Linked DNA regions of Mus musculus: region 2 is linked to region 1. A link is a contact called in public HiChIP or PLAC-seq data. All regions are on one chromosome and are shown on one strand. The core of a region is the stretch at or near the end of the contact, and the rest is flanking DNA. Distances in the headings are between cores, read along the strand shown. Region 1 overlaps Gm572 (predicted gene 572). Region 2 overlaps Pex14 (peroxisomal biogenesis factor 14).

Region 1 (5,212 bases), core at 1,623-4,122:
CGCCACCTGCAGGTAGTTGGGGAGCAGGCACAGACCATGGCTCCATGCAGATAGCTGCTGTGTGTCTCCAGGACTAAGGACTCTCTAGTACATGTTTAGGAGACTCCTAATAGATACTTGCTCACCCTGATTGAAGTGTCTGTCAGGTGCTAGTAGACTCCCTAAACGCGCGCATGTGCGCACGCTCATTTAAGCGCACGGGTTTACAAAACAGTGCCGCAGCCGGGTGGTGGTGGCACAAGCCTTTAATCCCAGCACTTGGGAGGCAGAGGCAGACAGACTTCTGAGTTCAAGGCCAGCCTGGTCTACAAAGTGACTTCCAGGACAGCCAGGGTTATACAGAGAAACCCTGTCTCGAAGGAAAAAACAAAACAAAACAAAGCAGTGCCATCAGAGGATAACTTGCAGGACTATTTCTTCCTTTTAACTAAGTGGATCTGAATTTGAACTTGAGTCATCAGGCTTAGTGGCAAGTAGCTTTAGCCCATCGAGCCATTTTGCTGACCCACAATTCCTTCCTTTTTCCTGTTTAAACCTTTATTGCATGTGTATACCCATATGTTTTGCCTGCACATAAGTCTGTATACCATGTGCATGCATTGCTAGTAGGGGCCAGAAGACGGTGTCCATCTTCTGGAACTGGGATTACAGATGTTTGTGAGCCACCACATACGTGCTAGGAACCAAACCCAGGTTCTCTGGAAGAGGACGCGTCTTACCCATGGGAACCACAATCTCATGCTTGGTGGGAGAATCTCATGCCTAAAGCAGCCAGAAAGAGGGCTGAGAAAGTTATCACTTTCAGAAAACTTTGAACCATGAGCTTACCCAGTGCAAAGTGGGAAACTTCTAGAAGGAACTAGAACAGAGATAATATGCTCATCTCCTGTTTGAGTTTGGTCACAGAGGCTGCAAGTCAGACACCCACAATTTTCCTCTTTTGTACAAAAATAGAGAAATTGAGGGGGGAACTTCCCATCTCAAAGTGTTTTTACTTTTTCCTTTCCCTTCCCTTATTTTTGAAGGCAGGGTCATACACTGTGGTTACTACAGTGCTACCCTAGAGCTCTGTGCAATCCAGGCTGACCCCAAACTCATGGCAGTCCTCCTTCCTGTCTTAGCCTTCCAGAGCTGGAATTACAGGTGTGAGCCACCACGCCTGACTTTGTCTGGGAATTCGAAAGTGCTGTCTGGGACTGGTGTGTCCTGAATCCTGAATTGGCCCTCGGATGGTCAGCCAGGCGGCGATGCCTCTCAGGAGTTGGAACAGCATCTGTGTATTAAAAGGCCACTTTTCCAGGAGAAAAACGCAGAGGATACATTAAGCTGTCGCCTGTTCTTTGGAAAGCCATTATTAATGGAAAACAATAGATTAATAGTTTTAAAACGCTTGTTCAATAAGTAATTTTTATGGCTCTGGATAGAGCCCATTAAACATTTCTGTGTGTTATTATAAAGAAGTTTTAAGTGTAAAATCATAAAGTCGATAATCAGGGAATTAGTCACAGCAGCCAGCCACAGGCCATTAGTTTTAGGCGCTGTCAGAGACACCTGTGGCTTCGGAGGGAAACTGTTTCTTTTGCTCGGCAGCAGCACCAGGTGGGGATGCAGAAACGATGTTGCCTGCGATGCTGCCTGCTGCCTCCCATAAAGTTGAAGGGACAGAAAGCAGGTGCAAGCAGTGGGATGCAGGCAAATATTTACAAAGTGCAGACGTGAATGGGAAACCAAAGCGACCCAGGTCAATTTGCACATCCAGGCTTAGACACTTTATTTCCCCAGTGAGCTGCCTTTCAGAGCCACAGGCTCGGCCTTGATCTGCTGCTAAAGATAGCCGTGAAGGCTGCAACCTCTCAAAAGGAAAGTAGCAACCGCTATGTCACCAGAGAGAGCCCCCCACATCCAGGCTTCGAAAGCTGTCTCTTGCAAGGGGCGTTCGCCTCCCATCAGCTGAGACTTTAAGGGGAAAAAAAAATTACCTCAAAAGCAACACGAGATAATTATGGAAACAGAAGAAATCTAAAGACGATAATGAAAACTACCTGTAATCCCTCTGCTCGGTGATATTCCTCATCCAATGAATGTTTACTTGAGAGCCCTCTCAATGTGCCAGACGCAGCTTACTTAAGGCTCTAGGAATATGGCAAAGAACAAAACAGATAAATACTCTTGGCGCCACGGGGCTGGCATTTGAGTGGAGGGCAACAAGACCATTGCTATAGTCATTGTCATATTTTTCTCAGCTGGCGAGTCGGTAATGTGTGGTGTCGAAAGGCATCCTGAGAGTGGGGCGCGGTTTGGAGAGGAGTGATGGAGGCTTTGCTGGCAGAGACCTCGTTGACAAGGGGGCTTTACTTAAAGACTTGAGAGTGGTGGACTGAGCCACGCAGGTATCTGGAAGAGACAGAAGACTCAGCCAGTGGAAAGGCCCTGAGTGCACCCACGACGACGTGTTAGAAGTAGCAGGAAGACCAGTGTGGCTAAGGCAGAGGGAGAGCAGTCAGAGGCTTTGTGCACCTCACAGGGGTCTCTCTGAGTGCAGAGTGGAGCGATCTGGCGCAGGCGCGAGTGGGACTCCGTGGGTTGCTGAAGTGGGGGTGGGGAAGTAGACTACAGTGGGTGGAAGGAAGTAGGAGAGGAGCTAGGAGACAACTTCTGCAACCCAGGCTGGACAGTCTGTATGTTGACTTCTGTTGGCGTCCACCTTCCGCCATTCTCTTTACCGTTCTCTGACGTTCCAGGGTAGCGCAGCCTTGGGCTTATGTCTGAGTGTCGGAAACTCCTAACCTCACCTCCGCTGTTCTCCCGCTGTTCTGTTTCTGTCGTAGGCTCTAAGAGGGCCCCCAACCACCTGGACTCTCTTCTTACCAAATGTGGTTACCTCTTGCATCCTGCTCACGAGGGAGGCTTCATCTTCCGAGCACTGTACTCTGGTTGCTTTGTACAGAAAGAGGTGGGTTTGAGAAACGACTTATTTGCCGTGCTGGGGCCAGAAGTCAGTGCCTCGTGTATGGCTAGGCAAATGCACATACACAGTTACATAGCCAGCTTCTTTTGTTGCTTTAACACAGGGTCTCACTATAAACCCATAGCTGGCCTGGGTTTATTAGTTGGGCACATAAGGCTGGCTTCAAACTCACAGACATCTGCCTGCCTCTGCCTCCCAAATGCTGGGACTAAAGGCATACACTACTGCCTCTAGTTCTGCCCTACCCCCACCCCACTTTCCTAGGTTTTTCTATGTCACAGACACCTGGCTGTCTTAGAATCTGTAGACCAGGCTGGACCGACATGCTGAATGAAATTCTATTGTAGAAATGGCCATGGCTGCTTGCTTAGTTGCTGTGCCTCAACTGCCTCAGCTGTAAAATGGGTCCAAGGGAGTCAATGAATGAGAGTCAAAGGAAACAGGCCACCAACCAGTATGGTGTCAGGGATGATGGGACACAGGCTGCTGTGCTGTCTCTTTAAGGGTGATCTTCCTGAAAGGTATAGCAGTCCCCCCAGCCCCAGGGGCTTCCCCTGTTGGGGACTGCACTGTCACAGGCCAGAATCTGCCAAGGTTCCCAGTCCACAAGAGCCTTCCACTTGATTCTTAGCTCTTCCACGAGACAGGCCTGCATTAATCATGCCCACTGCGAATAGAGGCCGACCTATAATTGTGGCTTATTAACTGCATTTTCTTTTCTTATTTGTGTGTGTGAATTCTGCCTGACTTCCAGAAAGCAAATTACAGGTTGGAAATCAGAATGTTTCAAAAAGGGGCGAAAAGGTTGAAGCAGAGCGATCGCTACATAATGAGGTGTCCCATGATGGTGGCAAGGCTGGGTGAACAGAGCGTCCGTTGTCATCCCTCATTCATCCAGGTAACAGCCTGAGAAGGCCCTGGAGAGCACCCCAGGTGGTAGGGGGGCATCCTGGGCTGGCTTCCGTCAAAGGCCCAGGTTGATGGTTGTGGTTCGTGAACCTTGGGACATAGCCCAGCAAAGCAGACAACTAGAGACACGGGATAGGACCATTCTCTCTGGATGTCCGTAGTGTTGGCTGGCAGTCGCCTTCCACTGGGCTTTTGACCAATGAGGCCTTTGTCAGGATAAGGGACGGGGTGAGTAATGAAGTCTCTGAGGCTGTGTTCTTCATGTCATCCAACAAGCATCAAACCAATATTTGTGTTTTTCTCTTTGGATTAAGGGATGTTGCTGGCTGGGTCCTCTCTCTCTCCTTCCCCTCTTCCCACCTCCCGTCTCCTGTGTGTGTGTGTGTGTGTGTGTGTGTGTGTGTGTGTATGGGTATATGTGTATGTGTTCATATGTGTGAGTTTCTCCTGTGAGTCCCAAGGACAGTGGGAGTCAGAGGACAACCTCAGGTATCAGGTCTCGCCTTTCACTTTGTTGAAGATAGGGTCTATCACTTGCAGCTCCATGTGTCAGGCTGGCTGCCTTCAAACTTCTGTGGAGCCTCTCAACTCTACCTCCTCTCTTGCTGAAGGAATGATGAGATTACAGACTCCAGCTACTACATCTGGCTTTATGTGGGTTCTGGCAATCCAAATTCAGGTTCATACATTTTTTTTTTAAGAAAAAGATTTATTTATTGAGTTCATATGAGCATGCTGTCTTCAGACACACCAGAAGAGGGTGTGGGATCCCATTACAGATGGTTGTAAGCCACTATGTAGTTGCTGGGAATTGAACTCAAGACTTCTAGAAGAGCAGCCAGTAGCCGGGCAGTGGTGGTGCATGCCTTTAATCCCAGCACTTGGGAGGCAGAGGCAAGTGGATTTCTGAGTTCGAGGCAGCCTGGTCTACAGAGTGAGTTCCAGGACAGCCAGGGCTGTACAGAGAAACCCTGTCTCAAAAAATCCAAAACTAAACAAACAAAAAAACAAAACAAAAAAAAAACCCAGCCAGTGCTCTTAACAGCTGAGCCATTTCTCAAGCCCCAAGGTCTTTAGATTTTTGAGGCAAGTGCTTTATGCAGAGAACAATTTCCTCGGCTTTGAGGTCTCTTTTTTTTAAACCTAGGTCATGTCATGATTTATAGACATCAGGACTGGGGGCGGGGGGTGGGGGAGGAGGGTGCTCACAGTCCCAGGTTCCATCCCCAGCAGTCAGGAGCAATGGATTTCAGATATAACATCCCAACTGGAGAGAGCACAGGCCTGTGGCATATTCCAGCTGTGTGCTGTCACTGCCTGGTAGCATCCCTGAGC
Region 2 (5,212 bases), core at 1,290-3,789, 410 kb after region 1:
TGACTTTCTGATCGCCAGCGCCACATCCAGCCAGGAGGATGAAAGTCCAGGCCGACGTGTGACTGGCATCCAGTGTACAGTGTAAGAGCACTTAGCCGTTGGCTTATTAAAGACTGTGATGAAACCATACATTTCCGGCACCCCACACGCGTCATGGAAAAGCAGTCTCCTTCCTTCCAGGGAGAAAGCTTGATTACAACCGAACTTAGGAGATGACGCCTCTAAAGGCTAACACCAGATCAGATCTTCTAAAAAGAAGAAGATGGGAGGCGTCTGAATGAGAGGCTCCTCCTATCCTTCTCAAGTTACTGCTAGGATTTGTCCTGACGGACTCAAAGGTTTGACAAATGAGAGTGTAACCACTGACACCAGAGCGGGTTTCCAAACAACACGCCCTGAACTGAACACTGGGACTGTTGTGCTCCAAAGCAGCTGAGCAGCAGGGACCCACCCCATCTTCATTAAAATCCGACAATCTGTCTGCCATTCTTTGAGTAAGTCCGAAGAGAGTCTCTGTTTCCCTGGCCAGGTGTTTAACACCCAGGGATGCTCATGTCATCAATCAGGTGACTCAGTCAAGTGCCACAGTGTCAGATATCAGGAAGAGATTCTCCAAGCCCTGACTGAAATCCCTAGTAAGTACAGTCAGAGATTCCGCCACCCCGCCCACAGATACCTGCTCTTCACATCACAGTTCCAGTTACAGAGCACCTTCAGGATTGGAGGTTAATGATCCAGGGCCTCGAAGAACAATATACACTTTGCTACGGTCTTACAGGTAAGACAAAGTGTGCCTTAGAGGTCACAGGCCTCACTCAGTCCCTACAGGTCATAGGTCCTATGGCCCCTAAAAGTCATAGTCCTACTTAGAAGCCACTTGAGTAAGTTTCCGTGCAACTGGTCCTTCTGTGATTGTGGCAGCCTTTTGGTGGGGGAAACAGACTTAAAGACTAGGCACAGAATGCCTCTTGTCTTACGAATTATGAAGTCATGCCACTGAGTTACTGCTATGACTTGGCACAGCACCTGGCTTCCAGCACTAAACCCAATGAGTACTCTATAAACCCTGACATGCAACGACACCTCCATTTCTACAACAGACAACAAAAAGGTGACAACTGGAGCTAGAGAGATGGCTCAGTGGTTAACAAGCAGCATTTGATCCTCTCTCAGAGGACCCAGGTTTGGTTCCCAGCACGTACATGGAAGCTCACAGCCATCCCTAACTCCTGCTCCAGGGGGTCTGACCTCCAAGTATCTCGGGCACACACACCTGTGGTGTACATACACACATGAAACAAATCTAAACAAATGTTTTAGCTGGGAAGTACACACTTTCAATCAAATAGCACTAAAGCTTGAAAGAGTACACCATGACGTCAGCCAAAACCCCATCACCTACACATGCCACCACGGTCACCTACACATGCCACCACGGTCACCTACACATGCCACCACAGTCACCTACACATGCCACCACAGTCATCAAAGGTGAGCAGGAGGCAGGGAGGGACAGACAGAGAGAGGGTAGTGAAAGAGAAAATAATTCCGAGAGGAAAGAGGGGTAAAGAAAGGGAAAGACAGACGAGAGGTGAGGGAGCTCGCGCAGAAAGACAGCCCTCTCGCTGGCATCCGCAGCTCGCAGCTTTCGGGGCGTTTGTGAAACAACAGTTGCAGTGAGACAAACAGACGGGGAGTCTTCTGGCTTCCAGCCTGAGTCAACGGGACTGTTTCTAGACAAACTGAAAGCAAGCTGCTCTGTCCGCACACTCGGTCGTGCAGGACAGCTTCAGGACAGGATGTGGGAAAGGAAGAGCGAGGAGGTGGGAGCGAGCGCTGGCTTTACTGGTCCCAGTGTCACTGCAAATAAATACTGTCAAGATTTAAACCATAATAATGGAAAGGCTATAAAGGTCTCGGTTATAATGCTTCCTCTGATGCTCCTGTTCATAAATGCCCTCTTTATACTGCCCAAGTGGCAATGCTCCACTGAACATCAGTATATGGGCACCCCAGTGGGAACGCTGCACCCTAGGTTCCCAGCAGGAAGCCAGGCAGCAACTGTGCAATGCATCTCCAGCCTGTGTAAGTGAGCACACACACTCACTTAGGTCCTAAAGTGTGGACTGAGTACCACTCAAGAGCTAAGAAACACAGTACACAGCCACCCCATAGCAGGGTTAGCAAGGTGTCTATACGCCAAATACCTGGGAAAAGCAGACGCAAATGTGTCCCATGTGGACACACATCCATGTAACATAGACTCCTTCACTACTCGAACAACTAAAATCCCCACCCTTGTGCCCGGTGGCCTAATGTAAAATGCAGTTTCCTCTGCTTTGTGCTTTGTGTAGACTGCAGATCAGCAGCAATTAAAAGGAAGCTAACTGGGTGTTCACAGAGACACCTTTACTTGGACTCAGCAGACAGAAAGGTAAAGAAAACCAAAGGTTTCAAGAAACCACTTCCCAGCTGGTATACAGCTCGGTGAGTATAACATGCACGAGACCCTGAGTTCGCTCTCCAGATAACACAGAAGCCACAATAAAAGGCGGAAGGCTTGGTGCAGCTGAGTGGTGAAGCTTTTCTCTAGCATGTATAAGGCCTGGGCTTTAACCCCCAGTACCTCTAAAAGAAAAAAACAACCCCACCTCTTACAAATTAAGGCTATCAGCAAGCAGGTTGGGCATAGTGGTACATGCCTTTAATGCCAGGGACAGAGGCAGGTGGATCTCTGTGAGTTCTAGGCCAGCCTAGTCTACATAATGAGTTCCAGGGCTAGCAGGGCTAGATAGTGAGACCTTGTCTCTTGCATGAATACCTCAGAGGCACTACAAGGAGATGGAAACCAAGGTGGAAACAAGAACAGATACAGGGTAAAGTGAGTCTGAAACCTAAACCAAGAGAACCAAGAGAGGCCATCACGGGAGCCAAAGCACAGAGCCAGGAGAGGCCTGTGGCAGTAACCCAGCCACAGGGTGATGGCTCGCTCACGTTTGCTAGGTGGGCAGTCAGCACCAACCACAAACCACCATCGGCTGCCTTCCCTGTTGATCTGTAATTGGTGAGCCTGCGATAGAGCCAGCAATTATCGTTAGGGCCCCTGTATTTATTTCACAGACAAAGGCAAGCAGGAGAGACCAGTTAGTAATGAGTAAGTAATGATCGAGGAACACACTGTACTTTATAGAGCTGCTTGGGCAGGAGAAGCTATTCAGAAAATAAAAAGTGAAAGACTAAAATAAGCTAGAGAAACTCAATTTTCTCCTCCCTTCCTCCCAAAGCCACACTTAGGATAAAATGAGGTTTGTGCAGGTTAATCCTTATGAGGTAAGAAAAAAATGATTAAATACATTTAAAAAAAATCAATTGTACATTAAACCAAATCCAGGAACTGTAAAAAACAAACACCGCAGGGCGTCTGCAGCCAGGATTAGCTGCAGTTTGGTCAGCAGGGGAACACCCCCGACCTGACGGAGTCCAACGAGGTAATGTGGGGGACACAGAAGAGCAACTGCCAATCTATCTGGAATTCACTGGAAATAAAGTGATTTCTAAATACTACAAAGGAAGAAGTCTCCTATAAATGAGCCTCCGAAGAGGAAGATGCAATCTTCAAAACTCTATAGGAATAACAATACCATAATCACTTGATAAACAGAAGTTATAAGATCAATTCAGTGAGATGATTTGCCACTGTTTCTAGTGCTCCCTTCTGCACATTAACAAAGTCTATAACCGACATTTCTAGAGCACAACAAGTAGAGGAGAGGCTGCCGTGCCTTGTTTTGAAGGCACTGAGTGGGGACACTCAGGGGAAGCCTAAGGGGGAAGGTGAAGCCACAGAAGGGCACGGGCCACCTGCCCGTCCACAGGGGTCAGGACAGAGCTCTTGGCTAACTCTAAACAACCCTCTCAAGGGTGGTTTGCTTCTCTGCGTGCACTAACACCACCTGGCTCATATTCTCCCTTTAGAGGACTTAGGCTCTGGGCCAGGGTGGAAGGGGCGGGCGCTTCTGGAAAGGGTTACCTGGTTTATTCGCTTCCCAAAAGCCCAATCTGCGCAGTAATCAGCCTCAGACCCCGAAGTCTAAACAAGGGGCAAGCCCGGTCTTTCCCTCGGTGGGCCTCCCTCCAACGGAAGCTTTGGAATTGGAGAGACCTCTGAAGCCTGCCAGGGTTGCGAGGGAAACAGGTAAGCCACCACTCGGCAGTGTGTTCTCACCAGGGTTTGACAGGACTCACGGGGACGTTCCAAACCTCAGAGCACTGCTAGAATGGGTTATCGATGGCTAGCAGTTGGCAGCAAGAAGAGCTGACAGAAAGACTACGCTCCCTTAAAGGCATCTCCATTCTCTTATCTTCAAAGCAGGTGTCGGCTGCTGCCTGTAACTGACAGGGCAGGATGCGGGGTGCTGATGGGACGGCAGATAAAGGCTTTACCTGAGGGGCAGAGGAAAGGGAACCAGAGCAACCTGGAGACTGACTTTCCTTTCCTTAGGTGGATCCCGGGGACTCCCGGAGGACCTGCACAGCACAGCTCTAAGAGCTGGGGCCAGAGAAGCAAACTGTTCACTTGCCCAACCTGCACTCTGCCAGCAGGAGATGAAATAACAGGCAGCTGCTGCCCCCTAGAAGCTACCTGAGAGGTAGCAGCCTGCACAGGCACCAGATGAAAAGATTCTATTATCTCCCTCCATCTCATAACCTGTCATTAGTGAGGAACATGGGTGCAGACGCCTCCTCCGAGCCTGAGGAGGCGCACATCACCCGTGATAAATTAATAGGTGCCTTTTCAACAGTGAGGCTGCACACAAAAGACTGCAACCAGGGAGGATACAGTCAGGCGATGGCTCCTCAGAGCACGTAAGCGCCAGGTAGCAGGCAGCCCCTCCACAGCCAGGCACGGCCACAGCCTCACAGGACAGTGCCAGGGAAGGTGAGGGCAACACTTCCCTCTTGTCAGCGTCACATCCACTCGGGCTCCACAAGAAGGGTCTCACTGACTCTCAGCCCACTGCAGACTAGGGCTTCAGTCCTCTCTCTATAAGACGAGAAGGGGAATCCTCACAGGGTGTGAGAGTTGGACAAAAATAAACCAGCACTGAGGACACACGAGTACATAGTAGCCCTCTCGGCCCATGAGATCAGAGCTAATTAATTGCTGTTAGTTTTTTTTTTTTTCAGTTAAATTGAAGAAGCATTAAAAGTA

What was found. HiChIP or PLAC-seq counts read pairs in DNA pulled down with a chosen protein or histone mark.
Region 2: an H3K27ac HiChIP or PLAC-seq map of T-cell acute lymphoblastic leukemia shows a contact between it and region 1, with 4 times the contacts expected there. The contact joins two enhancer-like sites. A contact is called at or near these places in 19 of 39 promoter capture datasets (the 3T3-L1 cell line, 3T3-L1-derived adipocytes, the C10 cell line and 11 more), 3 of 15 datasets of contacts at CTCF or cohesin (embryonic stem cells, large pre-B cells and pro-B cells), 15 of 484 Hi-C or Micro-C datasets (the G1E-ER4 cell line, the HPC-7 cell line, the MPC-11 cell line and 7 more), 18 of 115 datasets of contacts at active chromatin or transcription factors (SST interneurons, T-cell acute lymphoblastic leukemia, embryonic basal ganglia and 9 more) and 4 of 9 other capture datasets (embryonic stem cells, liver, macrophages and 1 more).

Annotation. Positions count from the first base shown.
Region 1 is chr4:148,655,204-148,660,415 of GRCm38.p6, forward strand. It overlaps Gm572 (predicted gene 572), which reads left to right. Exons shown (of 12, transcript NM_001368835.1): 4 at 2,829-2,953; 5 at 3,723-3,866. Among named protein-coding and RNA genes, the nearest start is that of Gm572, 14 kb to the left of the region's middle. Within about 2 kb of position 2,873, at least 33 of the 459 cell types and tissues checked have an H3K27ac peak or open chromatin away from gene starts, as enhancers often do. A contact at or near this core is called in the P5424 cell line, T-cell acute lymphoblastic leukemia and memory CD8 T cells, where this site is marked.
Region 2 is chr4:149,062,537-149,067,748 of GRCm38.p6, forward strand. All of the region lies in intron 2 of Pex14 (peroxisomal biogenesis factor 14), which reads right to left. Among named protein-coding and RNA genes, the nearest start is that of Gm46722, 33 kb to the right of the region's middle. Within about 2 kb of position 2,540, at least 21 of the 459 cell types and tissues checked have an H3K27ac peak or open chromatin away from gene starts, as enhancers often do. A contact at or near this core is called in the P5424 cell line, T-cell acute lymphoblastic leukemia and memory CD8 T cells, where this site is marked.